Regions from separate parts of the Mus musculus genome. Here all the other regions are linked to region 1. Evidence: chromatin contacts called from public promoter capture Hi-C and targeted proximity ligation data. All regions are on one chromosome and are shown on one strand. The core of a region is the stretch at or near the end of the contact, and the rest is flanking DNA. Distances in the headings are between cores, read along the strand shown.

Evidence for each region. Promoter capture Hi-C pulls out the DNA fragments that hold promoters and counts their contacts.
Region 2: a contact with region 1 is called in a targeted proximity ligation map of astrocytes, with 5 times the contacts expected there. A contact is called at or near these places in 3 of 39 promoter capture datasets (cranial neural crest, hippocampal neurons and second pharyngeal arch cranial neural crest) and 1 of 130 datasets of targeted methods (astrocytes).
Region 3: a contact with region 1 is called in a promoter capture Hi-C map of hippocampal neurons, with 2.7 times the contacts expected there. A contact is called at or near these places in 3 of 39 promoter capture datasets (cranial neural crest, hippocampal neurons and second pharyngeal arch cranial neural crest) and 1 of 130 datasets of targeted methods (astrocytes).

Annotation. Positions count from the first base shown.
Region 1 is chr19:10,868,364-10,871,063 of GRCm38.p6, reverse strand. It overlaps Tmem132a (transmembrane protein 132A), which reads left to right and starts at 1,285. Exons shown (of 11, transcript NM_133804.2): 1 at 1,285-1,525. The coding sequence starts at 1,438. Tmem109 (transmembrane protein 109) reads left to right here. Exons shown (of 4, transcript NM_134142.1): 4 at 1-404.
Region 2 is chr19:8,773,141-8,775,840 of GRCm38.p6, reverse strand. It overlaps Tmem179b (transmembrane protein 179B), which reads left to right and starts at 1,374. Exons shown (of 5, transcript NM_026325.3): 1 at 1,374-1,506; 2 at 2,149-2,336; 3 at 2,417-2,551. The coding sequence starts at 1,411. Taf6l (TATA-box binding protein associated factor 6 like) reads left to right here. Exons shown (of 12, transcript NM_146092.2): 11 at 323-451; 12 at 551-1,487. The coding sequence ends at 1,312. It also overlaps the pseudogene Gm2518.
Region 3 is chr19:8,755,550-8,758,249 of GRCm38.p6, reverse strand. It overlaps 1700023D09Rik (RIKEN cDNA 1700023D09 gene), which reads left to right and starts at 1,281. Exons shown (of 2, transcript NR_132423.1): 1 at 1,281-1,465. Nxf1 (nuclear RNA export factor 1) reads right to left here and starts at 1,147. Exons shown (of 21, transcript NM_016813.2): 1 at 991-1,147. The coding sequence starts at 1,018. It overlaps Stx5a (syntaxin 5A), which reads right to left. Exons shown (of 10, transcript NM_019829.4): 10 at 2,608-2,700.

The DNA.
Region 1 (2,700 bases), core at 36-2,535:
AGGGTTTCAGGGACCTTGAAAAGGGCAGGAGGACCTGCTGTCTTGCAGTTTTACCCCTGTCCACTCTCTGCCATCCAGAAGCAAGCGTTGGTCAGTGTTGTGTCCCAGTAGCTGGGAAGGGCACGGCTTTGCCCTGATCTGTTCTGCAGGGCTAGGAGTGAGCCTGCCACTAACCCCTCTCCACCACTTGCTCACTCTTGGCCTTGGCCTTGGCCTTTAGGTCCCTGGTGGAGGGAGATGACCCATGCCAGGTCCAGCACAAGATGTGAAGATTAAATGCCTATTCTTACTGAAGGTTTGATGTGGAATCATGGCTGCAGTGATATGTTTTTATCAGCGCTTGGTGGTTTTAAAGTGCATGCTATTTTATTATCTTCTTCTGAATAAAATGTATTTACTCAAAAGTCTCTGCTGACAAACTCTCTTCCTTCTGGACTTCTAGCAGAAATCTGTTGGGAGGAAGGGAGGGCTCAGGAAGGCAGGATGTACCTGGTACCTTTCCCCCTAGGACTCTGGAGGGAGGCATGCACTCTCTTGGAAAGCTTGCAGATCTGGCAGCTCTGTTGGGACTGAAGTTGCCCCTTCCTGCAGGGTGCTTATATTGCTAGCTTGGGGAACCTGGAAAAACTGGCTTCCCTCCCAGACTCAGGAATTTACTGAATAAGGTTCTCAATGTGGCTCCAGGTGGTTCTGCTCTTTTGTGTAAGGCCCGGGCACGTTTCTGTTTCTTTTTCCTCTTTAAGTTGCCATGGAGATGCCAAATCTGGACCTCTCCCAACACTACCTGAGGGCAAGGCTAGGTGGCACTGGGAGTCAGGACTCCCTCAGAAGGGTTGACCAGCCTACACCCTTCATCCTTAGGGACTCTTTCTGGGATAGGTTTGGGCATGAGACAAGCTGCCTCCACGGATGGCCTAAGGTGGTCTGGCCTGGTTTGGCCTCTCCTTTTCTGCCCCAGCAGCTCTGTTCTCTTATGTCCCTGAATTCTAGATGCCTTCACAGGTGAGATGCCTGTGGGGAGGGTATGAGGCAGAGGAAACGGGTTTTGTTTGTTTTTCTCCTTGATCATCGGCTTCCACGAGGAATCCCAGAACGCACCTTGTGCTTCCTGGCAGAGGACATCAATCTGCTTAGTCTCCAGGGACGCTGCCTTATTCCAATCCTAGGCACCCTAGGCACGGGGCCACGCTCTGGGTTTTGGGATCCGCAGGGCACTAGGACCCGGCGGGGCGAAGGGGACAGCCCATGTGCCTGCGTTCCCTCCCACCCCACTGCTCCTGCTCCATTGTCTGGGAACTGCAGCCGCGGGCCGGCGGCGCAGGGAACTAGCTGGCCACAGCGGCTGGCGCGGAGCGGGCGCGGGAGATGTGGGGACAGATTGCAGCCACCTGAGCCGCGCGCCGGTTACCCTCCTTTGGTGGGAAGGAGTGCGCCTCGATGACTGAACGCAAGGCTGCGGCCCCTCGGGGGCCCTACGGTGCCTGGTTCTGCCTCCTGGTGGCTCTCGCCCTGGAAGTCGTGAGAGGTCAGAGGGAAGGGAGGGGTGGGGAGGGGCGACCTGGCCCTGTCCGTCCGAGGCCACGCGCCATTGATGCCCCCAAGCCACTGGACTCTAGAACTAAACCTAGAGCGATGCCCTGGAGAGGTCTAACCTTGGGAAACCGGTTCCCAGCCAACAGCCCTTTGGCTTTCTTCTCTGTGCACCACCTAGATGCTCCTAAAGTCTTTTCACTCCCATCTTCACTAGCCCGGTCCCAACTCCTCTGCGAGCCCCTCTCCAGCCGCGACATCTAACCCGGCTGCCCTGCTTCCCCGTGCACCACCTCTTCCTAACCTGCAGTTCTAGTCCCCAGAAACCCGCTGGTTAGTCACAGGAATGCAAAACAGGCTCTTTGCCTGAGACCCGAGAGATATGCCTCTGCCCCCCCCCCTCTCTCCCTTTCCCCCTCTCTCTCTCCCCCTCTCTCTCCCTGTTCCAAGGAGATCTCCAACATTGGAGTCTTCTGGGAGAGTCCCAGCCTTGCCTTTCCGAGCCCTTGTGGGTGCACCCATCACTGAGTACGAAAGGGGCAGCAGCTACCGCGTGCCTGCCATAAGCTGGGGCTGAAAGGTGGAAGATGTTATGGGAATTGGGAGATGGCGAAGTAGTCTCTACCTTTCTGCCCCCATCAAGAGGGCTGGATTCTCCGTGATGGGAGACCATGGAAGTCCGTGGGAGTCAGGCTACTGAGCATCTTGTAATTATGGAAACATTGAATTAGAAGGTGGACCGGAGCCACCCTAAGGACCAACAACAGTCACTCACTTGTTACCCTTAGGGATACTGGTGCGCGGGCGCGCGCGCGGGGGGGGGGCACTCTAGAGAAAAGCCCCGCCGTCCCAGCTCAGCTGTGGGGCTGAGAGAGCTGGTTCTGGAACTTCTTTTAGGTACCTGCTCCAAACCCTGCAGAACCAGTGGGGGTCCTAATAACCCCTCCACAGTGAGGGAAGGAAAGCTTTTTCATTTGGCTCACTAACAATCTCACTTCCAGTATGATCTACACCAAGCTTCCAAAACCCTCCCCTGCTCACCGGGTTATGAAATACTCCCACCCCTTGTACCAGTGAGGAAGGAAACCCAGGCTCCAAGATGCTGGTGACTGGCCCATCTTTCATGGAGTAGAGCTAGGGCATAAAGTCAGATCTCTCCCCTTATCCCCC
Region 2 (2,700 bases), core at 125-2,624, 2.1 Mb after region 1:
CTAACAAGTACACCACTTCCTTACTGATTGTATTTACTAGCAGTCTGCAAACAATTTCTGTGTCTTAATGATTTAATTATGCCTAAATAGCTCAGAGTAAATGCCAGTAATGGGGCTTTTTAATATTGCATGTATTTGTATGTTTTGATCCCTTATGCTTACCAAAAGCTTATGCATACAATAGATCCCAGAGACGTGGGATATGTCAATAAGGAAATAGAGGACTGAGCCCTGTCAAAAATTGAGTGGATCTTTTGTGGGAAAGGGCACTGAAGAGGGCATTTGGAACAAGGTTGCTTGACTGCAGTCCTTTGCATTCCAGGCAGTGGAGCGAGTCCTCTACCCACATCTGCCCACTTACTGGACAAACTTGCAGGCTGTGCTGGATGACTATTCCGTATCTAATGCCCAGGTCAAAGCGGACGGGCACAAAGTGTATGGAGCCATTCTGGTGAGTTAGCAGTCCCACCTTCTCTTTCCTGCAGGAGCTTAGCAGATTTACTTTGCCATGGCTCTTGGGCCCAGGTTCCTCTTAGCTCTCTGTTTACAGGTGGCCGTAGAACGACTATTGAAGATGAAAGCTCAGGCAGCAGAGCCCAACCGCGGTGGCCTTGGCGGGAGAGGGTACCGTCCTGCGGAGGACCTGCCTTGGGACAGCCTTCTCCTACAAGAATCTCCCCCCGGGGGCAGCTCCGAAACAGGTTTTGGGTCTGGTCTCCCGCCACCATCAGGGGTTGCGGGACCAGAGGACCCTTCTTCCTTGACCCTGGCAGACATCTACCGTGAGCTATACTCCTTCTTTGGTGACAGCTTGGCCACTCGCTTTGGCACTGGCCAGCCTGCTCCCACGGCCCCGCGACCACCCGGAGACAAGAAGGAGCCTGCGGCTGCCCCGGATTCGGTGCGGAAAATGCCGCAGCTGACTGCCAGCGCCGTGGTCAGCCCTCAGGGTGACGAAAGCCCGTGCGGTGGGACTCTCGCCACCGCCACCGCCGCCTCGGAGAGCAGGCCGCTACCGCGCGTACACCGGGCGCGGGGTGCTCCTCGTCAGCAGGGCCCCGGCGCGGGAACGCGAGACGTCTTCCAGAAGAGCCGCTTCGCGCCCCGTGGCGCCCCACACTTCCGGTTTATAATCGCAGGGCGTCAGGCCGGGCGGCGCTGCCGCGGGCGCCTCTTTCAAACTGCCTTTCCTGCCCCATATGGGCCCAGCCCCGCGTCCCGCTACGTGCAGAAGCTGCCCATGATCGGCCGTACCGGCCGCCCGGCCCGCCGCTGGGCGCTCTCCGACTACTCGCTGTACCTGCCGCTGTGAGGTTGCGGCGCCTCGGAGAATAAAGCCACACCCGGAAGTGACGTGTCTATGCTCGTGGGCGGGGCTTGGGTGGTTGTCTTCCTGGTAGCCTGGGCGCCATGGCGCTGCCCTGGTTGCAGCGAGTTGAGCTCTTGCTCTTCACTGCCGCCTTCCTGTGCGGGGCTTTGGCGGCCGCGACGCTGACCCGGACCCAGGTGCGGCTGCGGGGGCGGGCTGGCCTTGGGGTCCAGCAGGCTTGCGTAGGGGGTTGGACAGGGTGACTACACTGGACCTGGGGTTAGAACGTTCCAAAGTTGTTTCCTCTCCAGAGGAACTGGACAAGCTTCCAGTCGAGCTTCATAAGCTACTAGGGTTTTGAGACACACAGGCCGTCTCTGCATCCACCCAGTAATAGGAACATTTGTGGAAAAAAAAAAAAAACAGTGTAGCAGAGAAATCGTGATTGTTAACAAAGTATGTGAAGTGAGGAAACATACAACTGTGTACATTTGAGTCTTGCCTACTGCTGGGTAGTTTTGGTGATAGAATACTTTGAATCACTATAGGAGTCTAAAACACCTACTTTTACAGATTAGTAGAGTTTATTGTTAAGGGACACACAAAGTCAGCGTTTACTTAGAACTCCTACTCACAGAGAAGGGCAAACTTGTGATTTCCCTTAGGTTCCTTATATTTATAGCCTTTTGAATTCGGATCCTTCTGGGCCCTGAGATTTTGTTCCCAGCAGATCCATCAGTCTCCCCGTTCATCTCAACTTGTGAACTAGTCCTTACATATGACAGAAACCTACATCTCGGGTACTGAACTGAAATGGACTTAACAGCTTCTCTCCACAGGGCTCCTTTGGTGGTAACTGTCCCTTGTATGGTGTGGCTGCACTCAATGGCTCCTCTCTGGCCTTGTTAGGTCCCTCAGCCCCTTCCCTCTGCTACTTCGTGGCTGGGGCTTCAGGCATCTTGGCACTCTACTGCCTTCTGCTTCTCTTCTTCTGGGTCTACAGCAGCTGCATCGAAGACTCCCACAGGTGATTGCCCTACTGATGACAAAGGGCCGAGGTTGAGATGAGTCCCACCTCGGCCACCAAGCTTGTTTTCTCTTTCTCAGAGGTTCTATAGGGCTCCGAATTGCTTTGGCCATCTCAGCTACAGCCATCTTCCTGATCTTAGTGTCTGCCTGTATACTTCGATTTGGCACCAATTCTTTCTGCAATTCCATCATCTCCTTGAACCTTACAATTAGGTAACGGGAGAGGGAGGGAAGCCTGACAGGGACTGTCCTTCTGTAGGGGACATGTCAGTCATTTAAGTTCCTACTTTATCCCCTTCCTCTGGCCCTTATCTCTGAGGACACAGATGTGCTTAGAGCATGTCCGTCTCCTCCCCGCCCCT
Region 3 (2,700 bases), core at 32-2,531, 2.1 Mb after region 1:
AATTCCCTAAATGGTTATCCAATCCCAAATGGTAAGCTTTAGAAACAAATATATACACATTAACACTAAATGGGCTCTGCATGTTGGATGAATTTGGGGAGAGAGTTGACAATGGGAATGGCTAGAGAAAGGAGACCAAGTAATTATATTTGAATTAAAATAAAGGTTCATTGGGTAGCTATTTTTCAGGCCTGGATAAATCATCAGTATTACACAAATACAAAAAAGGTATAACTTTCAAAGAAATCCACCTAATATCTAGCATCCTCTAAACAACGATCCTCTCCAAGCAACCCTAGTAAAAAGGAATACATTAAGAGACAGTGAAACTACGGTTCACGGAAGAAAATTCCCACTCCAGTTACTGTGTTCTAGGCACTTGGTAGAAATTATTTCATACGCACACAAACGCACACGCACATGCACACAAACTTGGGAGACAGGTACCCACATGAAAGAGGCGGAAAACAAGGCCTGAAAGTTTAACTCACTCGGGTTTAGTACAGCCAACTCCAGATTCAAACCTCAGCTGTCATAGTGTCCTAACCACCACAATGAATTAACATGTCAGGATAGGTGTTCCGACTAGAAATTTGATAAACAATAAGCAGCAAGCTACAAGAACAGACTGATCGTATCACAAAAAGAAAAAGAAAAATAGGGCACCAGGGTAGCCCACGACCAAGCGACTACTGACTCACATTTAAAGGAAGAGTCGGGCCGCCAAACTGAACTGACAGGCATCAACCACCCTCAAAGTTGAAAGGAATCTTGTCACCCCACCCCTGAGCCACAGGTTCTCCAACGCCTGAATCCGGGCGACTCTGGAGCCCCTGGGTCCCGCGGCGCCCCGCGCCCCCTGCCCGCGCGGCCACCGCTACCTACGGACGTAGGGCTCCTCGCGGCCTCCCGCCCCCGGGCTGAGGCCTAGGCCAGGGCCGCCCACCCCAACCCACCGCGTCGCCTCCCGGCCCGAGGCCCCGCACTGACCGTTGTATGACTTCCCTTCGTCCGCCATGGCACAGGCAGGTACAGGGGCGGGCTCAGGCGCAGAACCTGACGCCACCAAACGCCAAGGAGCCTTAGCGCTCAGGACAGAATCTCTCCTACGACCGGCGCCACCGCATTTATCCGGCGAAGCACGTCGCGCGCCGCCGACGTCCCCAGGATGTGGGCGGTGCCGCGGGACGTGAACGCGCTCTCTGAGCCTGCGCAGAAGCAGGGCGGCCGCTCGGGGGCGTGGCCAGGCCCTCCGAGGCCCGCCCACGGCCGGAGCTCCGGCCGGATGGCCTATCGGCCGGCCCCGCCTTCCTATTTCTTCGCTGGCCCGGTCCCGGAGCTAAACCCTCTGCGTTAGCACTGAACTCAAGAGGAGCAGGGTCGAGGGCTACACACAAGAATGGAGACCTGGCCTCTGAACGGGAGTAACGGCCCACAGTCCCCGCCGGTGGGATCCCGGCAGCGAGTAAGTCGCAGCTCAGTTCCTTGCCAGCCGCTGGCCTATGCCCTCTTAGCTTTTCTCATCTCCACGACGAATTATGACGAAATAGAAAATTGGAATGTAAGCCCCACTGGAGCAGGAACCTTAACTAATGCGAACTTTTCTTCCTCCAGCACAGTATCATGCCCAGTGTGAAACCCAAGTGTGAATTAAACGAAATCCTGTCCTTCGTAGGTTTTTAAATTGACTAATGAAAAAAGGTCTTTTAAATTGACTAATGAAAAAAAAAGTCAAGTCGGGTGTAGTGGAGCAGGTCTTTAAACCCAGCATTTGGAAGGCAGAGGCAGGCAGATCTTTGAGTTTGAGGCCAGTCTTGGCTCTATAGAAATTTCTAGAACAGCCAGAGCTATGTAGAGACCCTTCCTCCAAAAAAAATAAAATAATAAAATAAAATAAAAAAGCTTTAGTCTTACTATCAATACTTTGTCCAGTTCAGAGATAGGGAACACTACATAGACCATCTCAAAACAAAATCAGGGATCTAGTGAGCCTTAAGCCTTGATCTTCACTTCACTCAGTCTGTCATACTGAAGCCTAATTGGTAGACCCAGGTCAGCTAGGTAGGTAGCTAGGGAAAGTTGCTAGTTTTGGGTTTTGTTTCTTGAAACAGGGTTTCTGTGAAACTTGCTTTGTAGACCAAGTTGGCCACAAACTCAAGAAATTCACCTGCTTCCAACTCCCAAGTGTTGACTGAAACTTTAATGTCAAACCCAAGAGCTCTAGGAAACTTTTCTGGTGTGGCTAGGACTATTGCAGCCTTGGATCCAGATGCTGCTGTGGGAGGGGGAAGCAGATGGGGTGCTGGTAGGCATGGAGCATGACTTGATTTGAAGATACAAAACAGGCTCAAACTTATGGGTACTGTCTTGGAAGTTGCCGCCCAATTATGAACCCACTTAGTCCAAAGGAAAACTCTTATGAAGTGCTGCTGTACTTGGCTACTCGCTTCTAGGGGGGAGTTGTGTGTACAGAGCTCCGGAGCTACCCTGCCTATCAGTAGGGGCCCATCAGAGTCACTGACTTAACCCTTTTGGTTCTGGTATTGGGCAGTGGTTAGCTTTTTGCTGAAGTCCCCCCCCCCCCCCCAGAAATGACATCAACACTAGTGAGGCTGACAGTCTTGCTGTAATTGGGAGGAAATAGGCTGCAGCATGTTTGGCATATTGAGAGTCACCAGTAGCCAAAGTCAGGTTTGTGCA